Linked DNA regions of Ovis canadensis: region 1 is linked to region 2. The links are chromatin contacts, called in public Hi-C maps. All regions are on one chromosome and are shown on one strand. The core of a region is the stretch at or near the end of the contact, and the rest is flanking DNA. Distances in the headings are between cores, read along the strand shown.

Region 1 (4,489 bases), core at 1,637-4,136, 38 kb before region 2:
TCCCTGTCCAGCCTTCCAACCACCTTCTTTCAATTACAAGTCACCTGATTGTATGGGAGTCAAAGCCATGTAGAAGGAACAGACTCAGGTACAACAGAAAATTTTTGATCCAGATGTTGTTTACTTGCAAAGTCATGTCTGACTCTGCGACCCCATGGACAGCAGCATGCGAGGCTTCCCTGTCCTCCTTCACCATCTCCCAGAGTTTGCTCAAACTCATGTCCATTGAATCGGTGCTGACATCCAACTGTCTCATCCTCTGTTGCTCCCTTCTCCTCCTGCTGTCAATCTTTCCCAGCATCAGGGTCTTTTCCAGCGAGTCAGTTCTTCACATCAGGTGGCCGAAGTATTGGATCTTCAGCTCCAGGTTCAGTCCTTCCAATGAATATTCAGGGTTGATTTCCTTTAGGACTGACTGGTTTGATTTCCTTGCAGTCCAAGGGACACTCAAGAATCTTCTCCAGCACCATGGAGTCTGCGAAAGCAAAGACATCTCTTTTCTTGTTTTGTATGGACCCCTTTCCTAGTTTTCCTGTGTTGGCAGCCATAGGAAAACCTGGTGTTCAGTGGACATGTGGGTAGGAGAGGGTTCACGCTCATGGTAGGGAGCTGTCAGTTCTTCAGACGTAGAGCAATGCACCCTGAACCACAAGGTCCCCCCATGAGATTCTGCAGCCATACAGATGTGGGGTCTCTGCCCATTCTTGCTGCCTCTCTGGACACTTGTCCATGCCTGCAGAGACACCCATTCAGCTCCCCGGGGCAGGAATGCTGGTTTGGGGCCAGTTTCCATCTCCAATGGGGAGTCAGGAGCAGTAAGGTCCAAGCTGAAGGTCACACAGGCTGAAGTGGGTGGGCCCTCTCACCTCTGCCCAACACTGTGGGCCCCCCATGTGTCCTCCAGTGTCTGGGCCAGCTTGGGTGCCCCGGTCCTTTGGAAGAAAAGTCGCCACTGCCTAGCTGGGCTGGACTGTCCCTCTGCCCTTGAGTTAAGCACAACCAGAACTGTCTTCTAGATCTCAAGTCCCCAGCTCCCAGGACTCTGCTAGACACTGTTTCCTCTGGGGGCCGCCCGGTCAGCCTGTCCAACCTCAGGCCCTTGTCTTGTCCCACCCAGCGCTTTCTGGTCTGTCTGTCCTTCGTGATAGAGCCAGGGTGCAGAAGAATGGACAGTGTGATCTCACACTGGCCCTGCCCTGGGTGCCCTGCAGATGTAAAATGGCTCTTTGAGCCTGGGAGCTGTCGGGTAAGGGTAGGGCCAGCGTGCTCGGGGCACGCAGGCAGGAGCCAGGTTCCTGAGAAGCCCCGGCCTCATGGTAACCTGGACGCAAGCCCTGCCCTGGAACTGGCGGTGGGCGCACAAAGTGGCTGTGTGGGGGACCATCGAGCAGGGTCGTGGGGTGGTCGGCCCTGCAGCCAGTCATCCTTTGGGGGTTGCTGTGTCGCGCCTGCATTGCTCGGGGGGACCCCCAGAACAGTCTGCACGGTGCCTGTCTCCCGTGTGGGGTCTCTGGGGTGTTGCCATCCTGTAGTAACCCACGTCGTCTGGCTCGGTGTCCTAGTCCTGCGTGGGACTTGGGTCATATTGCCCCGTCACGTGCGTGGGGACCCGGGGGGCTGGGCCGGGAGGCGTGCGGTAGAGGGTGCGCCGGCCCCATCCGTCCGCCCCTCAGCTGGTTTGCGGTTGTGGTGGGGGGGCCCTGTGTGGGTTTCTGGGCTCTGGCGGCGACACGGCGGCTGGACGGGCGCCTTCGCAGCCGCGCAGGAAACAGCCTCCACCGGATGGGGGGCCCGGGGCGCAGCCACCGCCCCCGCCGAGCGGCCTTCCGGCGAGCGGGCCCGAACGGAGCCGAACGGAGCTGAGTCCCGGACGGGCGGGGCCGAGAGTAGCCGAGCGAAGCCGAGTCGCGGGCGGGCAGGCCCGAGACCAGCCGAGCGGATCCGAGTCCCGGGCCGGAGGGCGGACTCGAATGCGGCCGAGTGAGGCGGAGCGCCGAGTGCGGGCGGGGGGAGCGCGCGTTCCTGGAAGAGCCTGGCCGGGGGGGCGGCGGGCGCATTCCTGGCTGGCGCTCGGCTGAGGCCGACGCGCGGCCCCAGACGACGCTCGGGGCGGGGCGGTGGCGCGGGGCGGGGCGGGACGCGGGGCGGGGCGGCGGCGTGAGCTCAGCGCCGGGCGCTCAGTCCGAGCTGGAGCGAGCCGCCGGGAGGATGTGCGCCGAGCCCCGCGCCGCCGCCGCCGCCGCGGTCTGAGGCCGCCCCACAGGCGCTCCGCCGCCCCGGAAGCCGCGTGCGCGGGCGGGCGGGCGGGTGGGCAGGCCGCGGAGCCGGGCGCGGGCGGCGGGGTGGGTGCGGGCCGGGCCGGGAGGCCGGCGGCGGGCGCAACGCGGCCGGCCAGCGCCGCCGGGACGAGCCGGGCGGGCGCCGCGCGGTGGGAGGAGCGGGGCGGCGGCGGCGCGCCGCGCGAGGACGGCCCGGCGGGCCCCGCGCCCGCGCCCCCGCTCCTCCCGGGCCCCTCGGCCTCGGCCGCCGCGGCGATTCGCGCCTCGCGGCGCCGGCACCTGCCCGCGCGCCCCCCGCGAGCCCCGGGCCCGCGAGCGTTGGCGTTGGCGTTGGCGGCGCGCGCTGGGGCATGCCCCGCGCCTAGGGCCCGGGGGGCGCGCGGGGGGCGCGCGGGGGGCCCGGGCGGCGGCGGGCGCGGCGCGGGGCGCGTGGATGTGGCGCCGGGCCCGGGCGGCGGCGGCGGGCTCCAGCGGCGGGACCCCTTCGCCCCGCCCGCCTTCCCCTTCGGGCCCCCGGGCGAGGCCGAGGCCGCGGCCGTGATCGGCCGGGAGCCGGCGGCGGGGGGCGGCCGGGGCCGGGGCCGGGGGCGCCGCCGGGGCGCGCGGGGCGGCGGCGGGGGCCGCGGGGGCCCGGGCACGCGGGAGCGGGAGCGGCCTGGGGAGCCGGAGCGCACCATGGAGGCGGCGGCGGGCGGCCGCGGCGGCTTCCAACCGCACCCGGGGCTGCAGAAGACGCTGGAGCAGTTCCACCTCAGCTCCATGAGCTCGCTGGGCGGCCCGGCCGCCTTCTCGGCGCGCTGGGCGCAGGAGGCCTACAAGAAGGAGAGCGCCAAGGAGGCGGGCGCGGCCGCGGTGCCGGCGCCGGTGCCCGCGGCCGCCGAACCCCCGCCGGTGCTGCACCTGCCCGCCATCCAGCCGCCGCCGCCCGTGCTACCCGGGCCCTTCTTCATGCCGTCCGACCGCTCCACGGAGCGCTGCGAGACCGTGCTGGAGGGCGAGACCATCTCGTGCTTCGTGGTGGGCGGCGAGAAGCGGCTGTGTCTGCCGCAGATCCTCAACTCCGTGCTGCGCGACTTCTCGCTGCAACAGATCAACTCGGTGTGCGACGAGCTTCACATCTACTGCTCGCGCTGCACGGCCGACCAGCTGGAGATCCTCAAAGTCATGGGCATCCTGCCCTTCTCGGCGCCCTCGTGCGGGCTCATCACCAAGACGGACGCCGAGCGCCTGTGCAACGCGCTGCTGTACGGCGGCGCCTACCCGCCGCCCTGCAAGAAGGAGCTGGCGGCCAGCCTGGCGCTGGGCCTGGAGCTCAGCGAGCGCAGTGTGCGTGTGTACCACGAGTGCTTCGGCAAGTGCAAGGGGCTGCTGGTGCCCGAGCTCTACAGCAGCCCGAGCGCCGCCTGCATCCAGTGCCTCGACTGCCGCCTCATGTACCCGCCGCACAAGTTCGTGGTGCACTCGCACAAGGCCCTGGAAAACCGGACCTGCCACTGGGGCTTCGACTCGGCCAACTGGCGGGCCTACATCCTGCTCAGTCAGGACTACACGGGCAAGGAGGAGCAGGCGCGTCTCGGCCGCTGTCTGGACGACGTCAAGGAGAAGTTTGACTATGGCAACAAGTACAAGCGGCGGGTGCCCCGGGTGAGTGTCCCGTGGCAGCCGTGCCTGGGGAGTGGGAGTGGGACCTGGAGAGGGCGGGGTGCCCTTCTGGGTCGGGGGTCTCAGCCTCCCCCACACGTTTCAGGGCTAGGTTTTGTTTTGTGGAAACTTGGGGGCGTTGTTGGTGTCCGCATAGACTGCTCCGTATCGGAGGAAGGTCCTTTGGTCTGACTCCTAGGACTAGCTCCTTGCCTGGTTGGGAGCCTGGGAGGCAGGCCTGTTGGGCGGGTGAAGCCCTCCTGAGGCCCACAGCTGTTGCCCAGCTGGGTCGGGAGGGGCAGGCCTCTTTTGCCCTTAGTCCCAGGAAGTTTGATCCTGGCCGGTTTCAGTCTGGAGCCTCCAGCCCAGGCCTTCCTGGGGACCAGGGGGGTGTCCAGGCTGAGTGGGGGGCAGGGAACCACCCTGGCCTTCCCACTCCTGGGCTGGCACACAGAGGGGCGCCTGCCCATGTCCCCAGCAGGAGGAACTTGGCTGGGCAGGGCCTGTTTGTGCCTTGAAGTCTTGGGAGACAGACTCCAAAGCGAAGCCAGGTGTCTGGGCTGTGGTGG
Region 2 (5,093 bases), core at 1,551-4,050:
CCTCCGGGGCTTTGGTCTTTTCTCTGCCTGCTGCCCTGGGCAGTGGGTGGAAGCCCTGATGATCCCCAGGGTGGCTGTGGAGATCAGCCGGGCCTTGGGTGGGGACCCTGATCATCTAAGCCGATCTAAGCTGGGCTTCCTGCCAAAGGAAGAGACCATCCGGTCTCATTCTGGCTCCGGCGCCTGCCAGAGGGCCAGCCTGGAGACGGGGCTCCCAGTACATGGGGCTGTGGCCTGGGGTTTTTCACAGCCATCAACCTCGACCACCAGGAAGCTCAGACAGTCTTGTGTCCCCAGGACACCTAGGGCCTTGAGATGGTGTAGCCTGGCTGCATGGGACAGATGGATGTGTCCATGGATCCCTGGGACTGGTGGCCTGTGTGGACCCCAGGGTGGCCCAGCAAGGTTCTTATGACCTCCTAGGGGCATTGCAGCCCTAGCTGGGCTCCTCTCTCCGTGAGCCGGGTAGGAATCTCGTCCTGCCCTTGACTACACAGTTAGAGTTGGATATCCAAGTCCTGCCTGGCCCGCAGGGGTTGGGGGTGTTGGTCATCACAGCCCGTGGGAGGAGTAGCCACCCGCCCCCAGGGCTCCAGTCATTCTGGGCCCGTCATGCAGCACAGGTGTTCCTGGAGCATTTGTCACAGACCTGGTGTCCAGAGGCCCTGGGCTGCCCCCATGAGCAGCACAGAGCTGCCCTGGGGCAACTCTCCAGTCTAGCTGGGGCGGCCAAGATGCTGGGTCTGGTAGCAGAGCCCTGCTGACTGGACAGTCACCCACCTCCTGGCCCCCTGGCATCTCTCTGTTCCTGAGGGTCTCCCACAGCCCTGGTGCCAGGACCCTCATTCAACTGCCTCTAGTCCTGGCCTCCTGTGTCAGTGGGTGCCATGGGCCTGGCGGATTCCCCAGGTGGGAAGACCCCAAACACAGACTCCCCTCCCACCTCGTCAGCCTTCTTGGAGCCGAGTCTTCCTGTCCCCCGCGTCCAAGCCCCTTCCCATCCGTGCAGCCTCCTGTCCTTGGGGCTTGGCATGGAGATTGGAGAGGGACACAGGAAATGCCTCCTTCCTTCCAAGGACTGCTCCAGCTGCAAGTGCAGGGGCTGGGAGAGGGGCGCGGGTGTGGAGAGCTGTCTTCCCTGCATCCCCTGTCTCCTCGCTGAGGCCACCCCGCACCCTCACCCTGCACACATGGGATGCCCTGCCAGGAGGGCGAGGCCGGAGGATAGCGGGCTCCTCCTGTCCTCCTAGGAGCTGTATCTCCTCTTCCTGTGTTCAGGGGGGTTGATTCAGTGGTGATGCTCCCGTGGCCTTGCTGTTGAAGAGACACATTAGCGGCCGGGGTGGAGCCCGCTTCTGTGTGGGCGGACGTCCCTTCTCCAGGAGGCCCTCAGATCACCGTCACCGAGGCGGGGCTGGTGTCCCAGTGTTGGCAGCAGGAGCCTGGCTGCTCTGCCCACATGTGTCTGAGCCCCAGAACAGCCCTGGCCTGCAGACAGGAGATTGTGTTCCCTGACAGCAGACGGCGCACCTTTGGTGAAGGTGAACCCACCTACAGACAGCAGTGAACACAGGCCGCAGCGTGGCGGTTGGAAACTCAGACAGGAGGCCCCAGTCTTCCTAATTAGATAATGTGAACTCAGGTCTCAGGTCAGTGAGGGTCAGAGACAGGTTGGGTTGGGGGCTGGGCCATGGGCTTCGGTTTCTCTGCCGCAGTGAGCGGACCAGGCCTGGGCGAGGGGCAACTCACCAGCTCTAAAGGTGGCTCCAGCCCTCCGCCCTTAAGGGCCAGATCGGGCCTGCGAAGGACTGCGGGTCCTCTCTCCTCCCCCTACTCACACACCCAGGAGAAGGCGCCAGAAGGCCCTGTCCTTGCTCCCCACCCAGGCTTCAGGCACACCCCTCCTTCCCCATGGGTTCTGTGGCTTCACACAGCGAGGGGAGGGGGCCCGGCAGGGCGTGTGGCAGTGAGGCGACATTGCTGGGTGTGGCGGGGGTCAGGGCCCCCGGTGCAGCTGTGTCGCCCGGCCGCTGGCCTGGCAGCGCTAGGAGAACCTTGCGCCTGGGCCCTGGCCTCCTGCACCTGCCACGCCCTGTCCCCCTCCATTTGCTGGGATGATCCACAGGAAGGGGGATTGTCAGGGGTTTCTGGCCTTTGACCAGCTCACCAGTGGCAGGGGTCCTGCTGCTGAGGGTCAGCTGTGGATGGCGTGGTTCCTGCTGTGGATGGACGTGTGTGGTTAGTGACCCCAGTGCTCTCTGCTCTGAGGCAGCAGAACCTGTGTCCCCTGCTTCTCAGATGAAAAATAGGTGTGTGTTCTGCAGCCTTGTCCCATGCTCACCTTGTTGACTTGTCCTGGCTCTCCTGGGCCCGGCGTGGCCCACGCAGCCCCTTCCCCACCCCAGCCTATCTCCCAGGCAGTGATGAACCGTGGACAGGAAGGGTCAGGTCCCCTTGGAGACCCTCATCCAAATGTGAAAGTGACATGGTGTGCTTCACGCGATGTGTCCTGCACTTTCCTCGGGACTCACTCTGGTGGCCCTGCCTTCCTGGGAGCTGGTCGGCGCCAACCACAGGCCTGTGGATTCTCAGCTTTGTCTCCACGTGAGCTGTCTTCCAGCAGGCACTCCGGGAACGTGCCAGGGACACACCTGTGGTGACTTCCCCGGTCCCTCGCCAGCCTCAGTGCCTCAGCCCGGAAGCAGAGGCAGCCACTGCGCCAGCTCTGAGCTGCTCCCGAGGCCGGGCAGCGCCACTGTCCACCACGCTGGCTCGGGTGCTGGGCTCAGTGTTGTGTCGGTTTCTATGGAGAGAAAACAACCAGGGCTGCCGCCCCTGTGAGAGGGAGGGGTGGGGACCGAGGAAGCAAAACAGACCCAGCTGGGTGGGCGGGGCTGCCTGCATGGGCGGGACCTTCTGGTCACTTCCTGGCCGGGAAGCTGGCGAGAAAGCGTTCTGTCCCTTGAGCTGGCCGCTGAGGCCAGGACGCTCTCAAGATCCAGGCTGGGCCTTGTCAGCTTTCTCTGCACATGCCATGCCCAGAGAAGGAGGAGCTGCCTCTGGGGGCCCTTCAGGCTGCTGCAGAGTCGGGGACAGCTCCCCCGGGACCCCTCCCGCTGGCAGGAAGGGCCACAAAGGCTCTGGCCCTGTTGTGGATGACCGCCAGGTCCAGTGTGTCTTCCCTTCTGCCCACGCCATCCGCTGCCCCCACCGCCCACACCTGCCCTTCCGTAGCCTCCTCAGCACTGGGTCCCCTGCTTTTCTCTATGCTGCTTGCAGGCGTGGTTGAGGGGCCAAGCTGCACATCCCCCACCTTGCTGTGTGTCTCCTGCTGGGTCAAGTTCCCCTCCCTTCCCCCAGGAGGCCTGCAACCAGAGGAGGAGAGGTGGGGGCAGACACCTGCCTGACAGGCCACACCCACCCAGGGGCTGTGGTCACTGTGGCCGAAAGTGGGGTGGGTGCTCCACGCGGGTCCTCTGACTCCATCTCTGTCCATGGTCAGCGTGGACTGGGGATTTGAGGGCCCATGTGTGTGTGCTTTCCTGGACAAAAGCATCCCCAACAGTAAAAAGAAGGGACTTGTTTTGTTGTTTGAACTGGTAGTACAGAAAGCCCTTTGGCTCTGTGTTGTGTTTGGGCCGCGGTGGGCGGCCTGCGTGGTGTGTCGTGTGTTGTGGTTCAGACGCCTGGGGTTTCTGCCGGCTTGAGCCACCTCCACCATGAGTTTCCATCTCCTCACCGTCACCAGCCCTCTGCTTGCACTTGGGGTACGTTAACAGATGGGCTTTTAAAACTCTTCTTTTGGAGGATCTTTTTTCTTACCAGGTTGGAAAGCAGTTTCCAAGTTCCCTCGCAAGGCTGCGCTCCACAGCTGGGGGAGCCCTTGACCCTGGGTCCCTGAGGACCGTGAGCAGCCGTTGCTGGGTCTCTGCAGTCACACACTTGGCAGGTTCAGGTGACCATGTGTCTTGTGGATTCTGGCTGGCTATGTAACTCGGCTTTTGTCTGGGAAGCAGAAAGAAGGGCTAAAATCTCTGACAGACTTGTCTTGGGGGTTTTTGTGGCTAATTAACGCCATTTCAAATAAAGGAAAATAAGATGTTTTAAGTTCTGCCGTTCCTTAGAGCCGTAGAACGCTCCAAATCCTACCGTTCCTCTTTGCTCTGTGCAATGCAGATGGGCGCGTCTGAGGTGTGCGTGGGGAGCTGCAGCGGCTCTCGAGTTCTGTCCTTGCTTTGCGGGCGCGGGGCCTCCACAGCTCCTTCTGCCACCCTCTGAGGAGCGGAGGGCGGGACGACGAGAACCTGGGAGCCTGGCTTTCCTCCAGGCTGGTCTCCTTCCCCCCACGTGAGTGTGAGAGGCCAGGATGCCCTGCTCGGCTGGGGTGGGGGGCGAGTGGCCCTCTCTGTCTGAAGGAAAGCCCATCCCCTTGGGATCTCGTGCTGTCCCACTCTCTGCCCACACTCTCTTCCCGTTGGACTTCATCTACCGAGAATCTGTTCAGAGTTGACCCCAGCCAGGTGTTGACCGTCGTGTGACCTGGGATCCAGCCCCAGTGTCCATACTCAGGTTAGAAAGGGTCTTGGGAGGGCCTCCTTATCCACCCGCCTTCTGCCCAGGGGCGCTATGGGAGTCTGGTGTCAGGCTCCAGTGGGCCAGGCAGAGCCCCGTTCTGTGTGGAGATGGGCCTCGTGTGGCCTTTGGGTGGACACCACATATAGGTGTTTTTGCTTAGACTCTGAAGACGGGGAGCGTGTTCCCTGGACAGGAGAAATCCTGATGTGGAGAGAAACAGGGATCACCCGAAATGGGCGGTTCGGACGCTGAGAACATTGTTAGCGGGCTGTCCGCCTGAGGATGGCGCAGGCTCTGTGACCTGTGAGGTAGACAGGTCTGCCCCCATGGACTTGAGGTGCTGGAAAGTGGGGCCTGAGCGAGGGGCTCCCCTCAGTGGGTTGGGGTGTGGGATGGTGGACCTTGCCCACACGGGGCCTCCCGGGGCACAGGGAGCCTGGCTAGCTGGAGTGAGGGGGTCGTTGGAGAGCAAGGCTCCCCATCTCTCGCTCCTACTGTGTCTTGGAGGCCCCCGCCAG

The links. A called contact is a pair of places that touch in the nucleus more often than the background predicts.
Region 1: a contact with region 2 is called in a Hi-C map of fibroblasts, with 1.7 times the contacts expected there. The contact joins the promoter of SKI here to the enhancer-like site in region 2. A contact is called at or near these places in 2 of 2 Hi-C or Micro-C datasets (fibroblasts and lung).

The regions. Positions count from the first base shown.
Region 1 is chr12:61,117,555-61,122,043 of ARS-UI_OviCan_v2, reverse strand. SKI (SKI proto-oncogene) reads left to right here and starts at 2,886. Exons shown (of 7, transcript XM_069544883.1): 1 at 2,886-3,923. The coding sequence starts at 2,955.
Region 2 is chr12:61,078,913-61,084,005 of ARS-UI_OviCan_v2, reverse strand. All of the region lies in intron 1 of SKI (SKI proto-oncogene), which reads left to right. Among named protein-coding and RNA genes, the nearest start is that of SKI, 38 kb to the left of the region's middle. Within about 2 kb of position 2,800, the one cell type or tissue checked has open chromatin away from gene starts, as enhancers often do. A contact at or near this core is called in fibroblasts, where this site is marked.